2 separate regions of the Mus musculus genome follow, and region 2 is linked to region 1. The links are chromatin contacts, called in public promoter capture Hi-C maps. All regions are on one chromosome and are shown on one strand. The core of a region is the stretch at or near the end of the contact, and the rest is flanking DNA. Distances in the headings are between cores, read along the strand shown. Region 1 holds the start of A830082N09Rik (RIKEN cDNA A830082N09 gene). Region 2 holds the start of Dse (dermatan sulfate epimerase).

Region 1 (5,126 bases), core at 1,979-4,478:
TTAAAAATAAAACTCAAAGCTGAGCATGTTGGCTCATCACTTGTGTGATCTATGCACTTGGAGACTGAGCAAAATTGCCTGAGTTTGAGGCTAATCTGTTCTACTCTGTGAGTAGTAGGCCTGTCTGGGTTATAGAGTGAGACTGTCTCAGACAAGCTAAAACCAAACAAATGAGAAATTCCCTAGGATCTTCTCTTCTGCATTGCTGAGGACTCTCAGCTCCCTCAGTCATCTCATTCCCTTGTGCTTTAGAAACTTCATTATCGTTACGTGTCCCCCCTGCCCTCCCTTGTTAAGCTGGAGTTATAGCTCTGAGCCACCATGTGGGTGCTGGGAATTGAATCTGAGTCTCTAGAAGAGCAGCCAGCCCTTCTACCATCTCTCCAGCCCATGAATCACTTGGTTTCTTGGAGCCTTGAATCTTCTATAGTTAACTTCTCTGCTTCTGAAAATGAGAACCTTATATTTAACCATAAAACCTTAGAATTCTTTGATAGGGGAAAGACTACATAGTTCCATTTCGATCTGCCCTTACCTGTGTTACTTCCAGGTATTTTTCTCAAGATTCTTGTCTTCTAATTGGAAATACCAAGCTCTTATCATTTTGTACGTTTTATATACTTTTAGAATCGCTTGTCCTGATCCTTGTGCTCTGTTGGATTCAAATGTTCCCTGAAGAGGCTTGAGAAGCTTTCACTGCTCTTGACTCGGTTACTCTGTGGCCTGGACTCAGTGCTCTGAGCCTAGCCTTTAATGGCTGAGCCATCTCTCCAGCCCTATATCTTGTTTATATAGACTATAGTTTACATAGGCTCTCTATATTCTCATTGGATTGAATACCAGTAACCTAGATTCTTAAGAGGGAAGGAAGATAACCTTTGCACAGATGGAGTAGTACTGTGGTATCCTGCTATAGCGACTTCAGGCCATCTGCAAAGTAGGTTTGTTGAGGCAGAGCCTGGCCATTGCTTCTCATAGGGCTTAGACATTTAGAGCCTTTTCCATCTGTTGTATGTAAAGGGAACTAGGCTAGTCCCATCTGACAGTCAATTAAGTAAGAAATTACAGATCAGCTTTGATGATATGCATATCTGCTGCTTCTTGGTAAGCTGAGCTGTGGGGCTGGACTCAGTGATTGTCCACCAGTGAGTCCTCGTTTTCAACTATAGCTTGCTACATTTACATTAAGTAGTCTATGAGCCTACTTTAAAATAGCAAGATTCTAGGCTATGACTGTGAAGATTGGAGTTGCTCTTCTATTGTCAGTCTCTGCTGATCAACTTCAGAACAATTTGCACTGGTAGCCTGAGAGTCATCCCTACCCCCAACCTCCAGTTCCCTGAGCGCGCGCACACACACTCGCACACACACACACACACACACACACACACGTTTTTTCTGGATTATAAGATGAGGCTGTTTTACTCTTCACAGCTGGGAACAATGTGGAGGTGGATGAGTCATTGTTCCAAGAAATGGACGATTTGGAGCTAGAAGATGGTGAAGATGATCCTGACTACAATCCTGTTGCCCCAGGGAGTGACTCCTCAGACTGATGGACTGTCCCAGTCTCCAGAGAGGCGTGACCGCCACAGCATCTGTGGCTATGCTAGAGGGTTTGGATCTTCCTTTTGTTTTTTTCTAAGAAAAAACATATTTTTCAGGAGAATATTCTTCTGATAACTTTCATCATTGAACTTAATAAACTGCCCATAAAATTTCAAATATAAAGTGTTTACTTCCTCTTATTGATGAACAGTTTAGATGTTTTATGACTTAGTGTTGCAGAGAGCCCCCACCTGTATCACTGATGTAGGCTGCTGCTATGGATGCTTGATTTTACAAATAAGGAATGGGCGTGACTTGGAATTTCTATGCTGGGGTCAGTGGTTACTTTGGATTCCAAATGTCTTACGAGAAGAATGAGTGACAGTAACCAACCTGGACTCCTAGTGCCTGGCACAATAATTTTGAGTTTTAACCAAATTAGAAGTTCAACTATTATGTTTGGAGGAATAAAATAGACTTTATTATAGTGGTGGCAGTATTTGAATCCAAATTTGATGGTTTTGAGGTATGCATTCCTGGGCCTTTTGTGGGTTAGAGCCAGGAGCAGTAGATCCCAACCTGATTTTAAAACAGCTCAGTCTCATTACAGCAGTTCTAGAACTGTTCTAACATGTATTTCTGCCTGAGTCCCTGGCCTGTTGGTTTGTCTTACCTGGGTTAGTGTTTTTCTGGCCATTTAACCAGTTCAAAGACTCTCTTGGGACTGTTTATTATTGGAAGAGAAATATATCTAGATATTCGCATATGGAATGCCCTCTTCATAGTACATTAAGATGGTTGGTTGTGGGTATCAGGTAGGTGAGCCAGGCTTCCTGCTAGCTACCCAGTCTACAGTTTAGAAGGTTGACTTGCCTCTGGTTTATATCACTTGTACTGTTCCAAGTACCTACCTTCAGTCAAAAATGTCTGTCACATACCCACAAATACAGTCTTACTTTGGAACGAGACTTATGATTAAACTCAAACTATTTAAAATAAAACTATCATGCCGGGAGTTGGTGGCGCTCAAATTTAACCTCCCCACTCGGGAGTCAGAGGCAGCAGTATCTCAGTTTGAAGCCAGCCTGGTCTACAGAGCGAGTTCCGGGGCAGCTAGGGCTACACAGAAAAACCCTGTCTTGAGAAAAACCAAAACCAAACAAACAGAAAAGCAAAAACAAAAGGAAAATTGTCATTCTGGAATTTAATACTTTTTGAAGATTGTTTTAGTTGATCTTGATGCCAGGTGGTGGCAAGAACTTTCAGGGTTTCTATGCAGAGCCAAAAGCTTGTGTTATATGAGCTTTTCTCCTCCATAAAAGCGATGGCGAGAAGCTGGTCAGTAGCTGTGTAAGAACCTGGACGAAGCTGTTCAGTTGGGGTAACGAAGCATCGAGGAACAATGTGCCAAGGTCAGGTCTTTGACCCAAGTGCCAACTTGTCCCTCTTTCTTCATGTGACTTACAAGATTTTTAGGTGCTTTGGTACTGAAGTGGGTTTCTACCTTAGTCTTTGTAGAATGTAGGGAAAGCAATGATAAAAAGGCAACCTGACTAGTTCTCTTGACACTTCAAGATTTGTCATGAGAACATAAATCCCAGTTGAATTCATATTCTGGGAGTGAGCCCATGACTCCATTTGTGCAGCAGCCTGAACTGTGGCTGTGGAAAACTTGCTTGATCTTTTGCTACTTGTGCCAAGACATATAAAAATATTAGTAGGATAAAAAGGGAAACACTTGTGTAAATTATGGGAAGAATGAGAATTCTCAGGAGAGTTCAAACCAGTCTTTATACCCACATTCTTGAATAAGACCTCATCCTCTCATCCCTTCATGCTCTTTTTGCCAGCAAAGATTCTTTAGGGCAACTTGAGAAAGTGCTGAGAAACATGCAAAGAGTTAATTGAATATTGTTCAGTTGAGGTCAGACTAAAAGGAAAGGACACTGTCACCTCATTGGAAAGAGAAAATGAGTTCATTACTCTTCACAGACTATGTGTTTAGAATATTTGTAAGCAGCAAAGATGAGCTTTTAGTTTCTAGAAGAAAGATGCCTGTGGGTTGTTAACATGTGCATGTTACCCATTGTTGGTGCCACAGGCTTTGAATGTAGGGAGGTGAGCTATATGACATCACTTGAAGTGTTTTGTGTCAGGTCGGAAGACAAGGCAGGAGTATGTGTCAGGGTGATCACCTGTTTACATTGAAGGAACCATCAGCTGTAGGTGAAGCTTTCAGAAGCTGTGGCACATGCAGTGTGTACACAGGCAGGTGGCATTAGCTTGCCATGCAGTGTGTCCACAGGCAATGGCTTTAGCCAGTGTCAGGCTGCTGCTGTTGAGGTGAAAGTTCACGTGACCTGTTTGTCAGTTTACTTGTATCAAAGGTTGACTAAAGGGATTGTTTTAATTGTTAAGGCACATTCAAAAGGATTTTTTATTTACATCATCAAAGAAAATGACCTATGCTGATTTTCATTTTATATCTAGAACTAATTTTGCATTCTCCAGGGAGAATAACTAAATTGCCACCCAATTCTTATCCTTGACCCAACCTAGATAATGGCATCAGCATTGTAGATGTGCAGTTTAAACCACACAGATTTGTGTTCCCGTTGCTTGCTGGGGACAATCACTTAAAACTTCCATTTAGTAAGCCGGTAACACTGGGCAGCTGCTTTGTGCTTTGTGGCAGTGTTAAATGTTTTTCCCTTCTCCCATGAAGAGAAATAGTGCAGCTCAGCCTACAGTTTTACTGTTGTGACTAGAACCTTAGCTATTCTTAGCTACCACAACAAATGTGGTTAATAATATATCAAATTTTCAGTTGGTCCCCAGACAGGCCAACTCAGTGGCACTGTCGATGGTCCTGAATCATAACGTTACATTGTGTTGTTTCCCATAAGTGTGTGATCTGGGTAAATAGTTCAGGAATACAGAACCACAGAAGAAGGTAGGATGCAGTAGGTAGGAAAAGAGGTTGAGGGAATAAGAGAGACAGACTGACAAATGCTAATGGAAAAGCGTGGCCTTACAAAGGTAGCAAGTTAGGAGAAGTTAGGCATAACTGGGGAGATGGGTGTTACTGGGTACTTCTTTGTGTTACTGTTCTTGATGTTGTTTCCTTGCACAAGATGGAGAGCGTTTTCCTTGGAAAGCCTTCGTGGGAGCATCTGGCACGTTGACTGTCAGAGAGCACACAGTGCACAGTGACATTCACTACACGCAGAACATCCTTGAATTTTTATAGGTCTTTTTTTTTTAGCTTAAAGAAAGATGAAGGATTAAGCTGAACAGTGTTGGCACTTTAACCCCAGCCCTCCAGAGGCAGAGGCAGAGGCAGAGGCAGGTGGATCTCTGTTAGAGGCCAGCCTGGTCTACAGAGCAAGTTTCAGGATAGCCAGGGCTACACAGAGAAATCCTGTCTCAGGTGGTAAAAAGGTGAGGATAAAATATTGAAAAAGATGAGCTTCAAAACTGCTTAGTATTAGGCCAGCAAATGGAAACTATCTAGACTTACCAGTCACAGCAGAATCAGTGGCAGGAAAATGGGAAGGGATCAGTGATTTTCTGATAGT
Region 2 (5,126 bases), core at 1,465-3,964, 210 kb before region 1:
CTGACTGCTCTTCCAGAGGTCCTGAGTTCAATTCCAGGCAACCACATGGTGGCTCACAACCATCTAGAATGAGATCTGATCTTCTCTTCTGGTGTGTCTTAAGCGAGTGACATTGTACTCACATACATAAAATAAATAAATTTTAAACCTTCTGCTTTGGGAAGGAGTGGGACAGGAGGGGGCAGGACCCCCCCCCCAAAAAAAATCCTCAGCAAGAGCATCCAAATTCAGTGTCAGCTGGAAGCAGAAGATTAGCAACTTACATGATGATGAAGGACACAGATCTTCCGTTCAATTGGGTGGTGGAATTAACCATTATGTTAGTAATACAGAACATGCAACAAGCTTAAAGACTAAGCCAAATTTAACACAACAGAACTCAATAGAATAAGATGGAGTGTTGGACACAAATTGTAGTGAATGTAGGTTGAAGAAGGCCTCTGATAAACATTTGCTATGGAAACAACAAACAACAGAAAATGCTCCAAGGATATACTTCTGAACAAAGCAGGTACACAGCTTTCCACTGTGACTTTTAAATGAAACTTTGGATGCAGTTCTAGGGATTTTAAGAAGGACACTGGGCAAGGAAAAAGATAATAGAGATGGATATGTACTCAGACAAACTGAAGCATTCTCCTGCAGAGTCAAGAATAGGCATGTTGGGGCTGGAGAGTGTGGCCAAAAAGGCATACCACTTTTGGATAAGGCCCAAGTTTGGCTCCTAGCACCAATGTTGGTTGGGCAGCTCACAACCACTCTCCATCTAATTCTATGTGATTTAATGTCCCCCTTCTGGTCTCTGTGGAAAGATAGCCATGTGCATGTAATTAAAAATACACATAAATCTTTAAAAAAAAAAAGGCCTATAGAGTCCAGAAAGCAGATGTGTAAATCTGTTGAGAGGTATCATATCATGGGGATCTTTGCAAGTCAGTGTCAGCTATAGCTAGATTTCCAGAGCAGTGACATCAATCAATAGGTAAATGTGGGTACTACTACCTTTAAAAAAAAGACCTTCAGTCTTGTCTGCACATTATGATCAACCACCTGATTCATCAGTCAGGTGTAGGGTTCCATTCCAAAGACTGTATGAACACTCTTTTATGATTCTAAGATATTAGCTGGGAGAGGCCATGACTACAAGACTACTCATTGGGAAGTTCAGTAGGTAAACATCTTGCTTTCTCTCAAGTCATTTTCTGATTTGAGAAGACAAGTGGAAATTAACTCAGAATTATACACTACAGCTAGGCACTGATACAATTCATTCTACTAAAATAAATACCTCAACACAGGGCCTGGCATACAGTAAACTTTTAATAAATATTAGCCATTTGTATCTTTTGTTGCATGGAGTATTATAGTAATTATATGCTATAGATGAGACACAGCCTCTGAAGGTGGCTTAGCTTTCAGTAAACTGAAAAGTAAGGATTTGAATACTGCTTCACAGTACTACTCTGGTTAGAACTTTCTCACCACAGGCCTGTCCAAATATCAGGAAGTTAACGCAAATTAGTGATTTATCTGAGTTAGCATTTAAAAGCCTAACAGTAGTATTTCTTTTCTTTTTTTTCTTTTTTTTTTTTTTAATCCGTGGTGAGGAGCCACTTTTGATTGCAAAATCTGTAACTTTTCCTAATAGTGTGGTTGCCTGGAAGCGCCCTTGGGTCTCCATAGTCTGTCAGAACTCCGAGCAATTGTTAGCAAACAGGGTTGAGTAAAACCGCCCATTCTTACGAACGGGTAAGTGTCTCTCGAAAAGCTGCCTTTTCATAGAATCTAGTAGGTTAATTCTCTTTAACTCTGAGGAAGGAGATCCAACCCTGGACCGGTTAGAGTTTGTATTGGATGGCTACATTTCATTGAAAGAATAAACAAAAGTTGGGTGCATATCTCTCTCACGCGCGCGCGTACACACACAAACACACACACACACACACACACACACACACACACACACACACACACACACACACGAAATAAGATAAAGTTTCCTTTGTGAACTGCAAACTCTAAAGGATCTTCCCCCAATCCTTTATCTTTGCTGATTAAAATCAGTTCAGCTTACAGGGTTCCTTGCGGTAGGATTCCCTGTATTTTGCAACTCCATTCTAGGCGACAACTGCTTCGGATTAGGTGGATTTTCCCCTTTCTCTTTGAGAGTAAAACTGATTCAGGAAAGGGGGGAAGGGAGGGAGGCGTCGGGAGTGTAACTATTTTGGAGCCTGGAGAGGGGGTTGGCCGCTAGCTTTGGTAGTGGGATTCTTTAAATTCTCGGCTTTCCTCTTCCAGCGCTTTAAAAAACGAATCGGCCCCTCCTCCCCCGGCCTCCAGAAATTATCTTTCCTTTGGGTGAGATTCCAGAGTGGAACTTGAAGCTCTTGGGTCAGGAGAAATCAGAGCTGTAGGAACCAAAGCGGCGGGGCGGGGCGGGGCAGGGCAGGGCAGGGTGCTTGGGGTTCTGTGGGGTCCTGTGGTGTCTTGTGGGGTCCGGGCCGCAGCGACCGGAAGGCAGAGCCTCGCGTGGAGCCGTGATCTGGGGCGCCGGAGGAGAGCCCGTGCGGAGGTCCGGATTGGGCTGGGCGGGGGTCCCGCTCTCCCCCTCCCCATCCTCGCCTCCCGGGCTCTGCTGACGTTGCGGCTTCCTCCGCCCCAGGCAGAGCCCTGCCGCGGCCCACCCCCCTCTCTCCGCCGACGGTCTCCGCCCAGTCCGCACGGCGGCTAGAGGCTGCAGCGGCGCACCCCGGGCGCAGCGCCCTGAGCTCGGATGGCTCGGCGCGCAAGCTGAGGGCCCGACTCCAGGGGTCCGGAGTCCCGGCGCCCCACGGGGACGCAGAGAGAGGACGCCCGGGAGGACGGAGCGGTGAGTGATGGGCTGGGTTGGGCGCTGCTCTGGGCCACGCTCCAGGAAGCTACCCTCCTGTGGCTCCATGGGTCTACACTGGACCGGTCCCTACGGACCAGCTTGAGCCACGTCCCCCGCTGCGCGTCGATTTCCCTGTGGACTGAGCATCTCGGGCCAGCTCTGCTGGCTCCGTGATCTCCTACCCGGGTACCCAGCTCAGACAGCAGCACCGAGATCAGGAGCGAATGGCGGGGACTGGACGTGCTCCCGAGTTTCCAGAGGTTTGGAGATAGCACACCCTTGCGTTCCCTTCCTATGCTACACCAGTTATCTAGGGATGGTAGTGGTCGTGTGCTCCCATGCTGGTTGTGCCTGTGCGACCTCCGGACCGCCAACGCCCAGAAAGCTGCTTCTGAGTCACCCCCAGCCACAGGATTCCAGCGCCCCTGCACTCCAACACCCCAGAGTGATTGGGCAACCTCAACCCGAGGCCGCCTGGGCCAATCGGGGGCCCGGCAGGCGGGCTTGACTCGGGCTGGGGAGCACTGTAAGCGATGCCACATGGGCTCAGAATCTGTCGAGGCTGGATCTGAGCTAACTTTGTGAACTGAGAACTTTCTCATCTCTCCTTTGAGGCAACAGCCTCCGTTTAGGCCAGCTGGCATTCATAACCTAATCCTTTGCTTCCAATGCAAGAGGCCGGCCTCTTTCACCTGGAATTCTTTAGGTCAGGAACTGACACGTTGGTTTCTAGAGATTTTCTAGTGGATTCTTGAAAACATTTGGTGTTTATTGCTGCTTAATCAACAATATCTTAAGGAAGGTAGAATCTTCTAGAAATATTTTCATATTCTTTCACATTACAGAATTTTCACTTTTACTAATTGTCTTTTCAGCTTTTACATCTTCTTAATAAATGATAGTACTAGTGAAGTTAAAAAAAAGATTCATTAGTGTCACTTCAAAATTATGTGTCTGTCTGGGAGTATATGCACAGGACTATAGACAGGTGCCTGCAGAGGTCAGAAGAACATTAGATGTGTTAGTATGGTAGCTACACTCTGAGCATCCTAATGTGGGTGCTGGGAAATGAACTCTGGTCCTGGACAAGAGCAGTACCAGTTCTTGACCACTGAGCCATCTCTACCCCTTATGAAACCAAAATTTTGTAGAAGATTTTGGACTATACTACTAGAGAGAACTACAAAATGTAACGTGCATGGGAAAAATAAAACAGGATTACCCTATTATTTGTTCACACATTACTATTTTCCTTTAATCCTGTACAAATGTGGTCTTTTTGGGGGGGGGGTAGTAAATTCTATTCTACTGAAAAGGGAGAAAATTTTGGATTTAACATGTGTTTACTATAGTGACACTCCTTGAGGGCTTAACCAAAAGCATGAGTGTGGGTTACTAGGACAGGGAGTGGGTACACGAGATACAGCCCCTGCTTTCTTGGAGTGTCTTTGGCTGTAGAAAGAGGAATATGAGACTAAGCAATATGGAGGACTTGAATGTCGGCAGAGTCCTTTAGTCATTATCAGAACATGATATCAGTCTTAGTTTCAATAATTATACGAAAACACTGGTCTACAAAGTACATTTTAATATCCAGATTAAAAAGAGACAGTGAAATCATTCAGTAAAAGAGACTTTTTTTTAAAGTTCCTTGACAAGGAGGGAAATTGACAGCAGGATACAATCTGCATGGTGGGGTTTTAGCCCAGAAAAAGACCATGATAAGAAGTCGGTGGATTCTCCCAGTTAAATCAGTCACATCTTAGTGAGTAGTTCTTGTGCATGTGTCTGCACTAGTACTTAGCAGTAGTTCACAAATCAGCTGAAGTGGTCCATTTCAATGAGATAAGTGGTGTGTGTGTCTGGGGGCAGGAGGTTGCAGTGCTGTTGTGGCGGGACCTAGGGCCATCCTTCACAGAACCTTAGTACTGTCTTAGTATAGAAAATTATTTCAGTCTCTGAGACAATTTTTAGACAAATGCATTCTGGGATGAAACAAAGTTTTGTTTTGTTTTTTCATTTCTTTATATTACTTGTGATAGATTATTTTGCTCTTTATTTCTTCTTGCTTGGTTCCTCCGTGTTGCATTAGAGAAACATAATTCTCAACATTATTATTCTAACTAGTGGAGTAAAAGGGGAAATAATTTGGATATGTGGATTCATTGAGAATCTTTGTTTTCAAAACAGTCAAAGAAATCTGCCAAGGACTAATTACAGTCTAGCTTAAATATTTTTTTTTTCAGCCACTAGG

Evidence for each region. Capture Hi-C pulls out chosen DNA fragments and counts their contacts.
Region 2: a contact with region 1 is called in a promoter capture Hi-C map of adipose tissue. The contact joins the promoter of Dse here to the promoter of A830082N09Rik in region 1. A contact is called at or near these places in 8 of 39 promoter capture datasets (the 3T3-L1 cell line, 3T3-L1-derived adipocytes, the C10 cell line and 4 more), 3 of 115 datasets of contacts at active chromatin or transcription factors (the NIH/3T3 cell line, bone marrow-derived macrophages and embryonic stem cells) and 3 of 9 other capture datasets (adipose tissue, liver and pancreatic islet).

The regions. Positions count from the first base shown.
Region 1 is chr10:33,993,157-33,998,282 of GRCm38.p6, reverse strand. It overlaps A830082N09Rik (RIKEN cDNA A830082N09 gene), which reads left to right and starts at 3,228. Exons shown (of 1, transcript NR_015526.2): 1 at 3,228-5,126. It overlaps Rwdd1 (RWD domain containing 1), which reads left to right. Exons shown (of 7, transcript NM_025614.3): 7 at 1,435-1,728. The coding sequence ends at 1,556.
Region 2 is chr10:34,204,823-34,209,948 of GRCm38.p6, reverse strand. It overlaps Dse (dermatan sulfate epimerase), which reads left to right and starts at 2,714. Exons shown (of 6, transcript NM_172508.3): 1 at 2,714-2,869.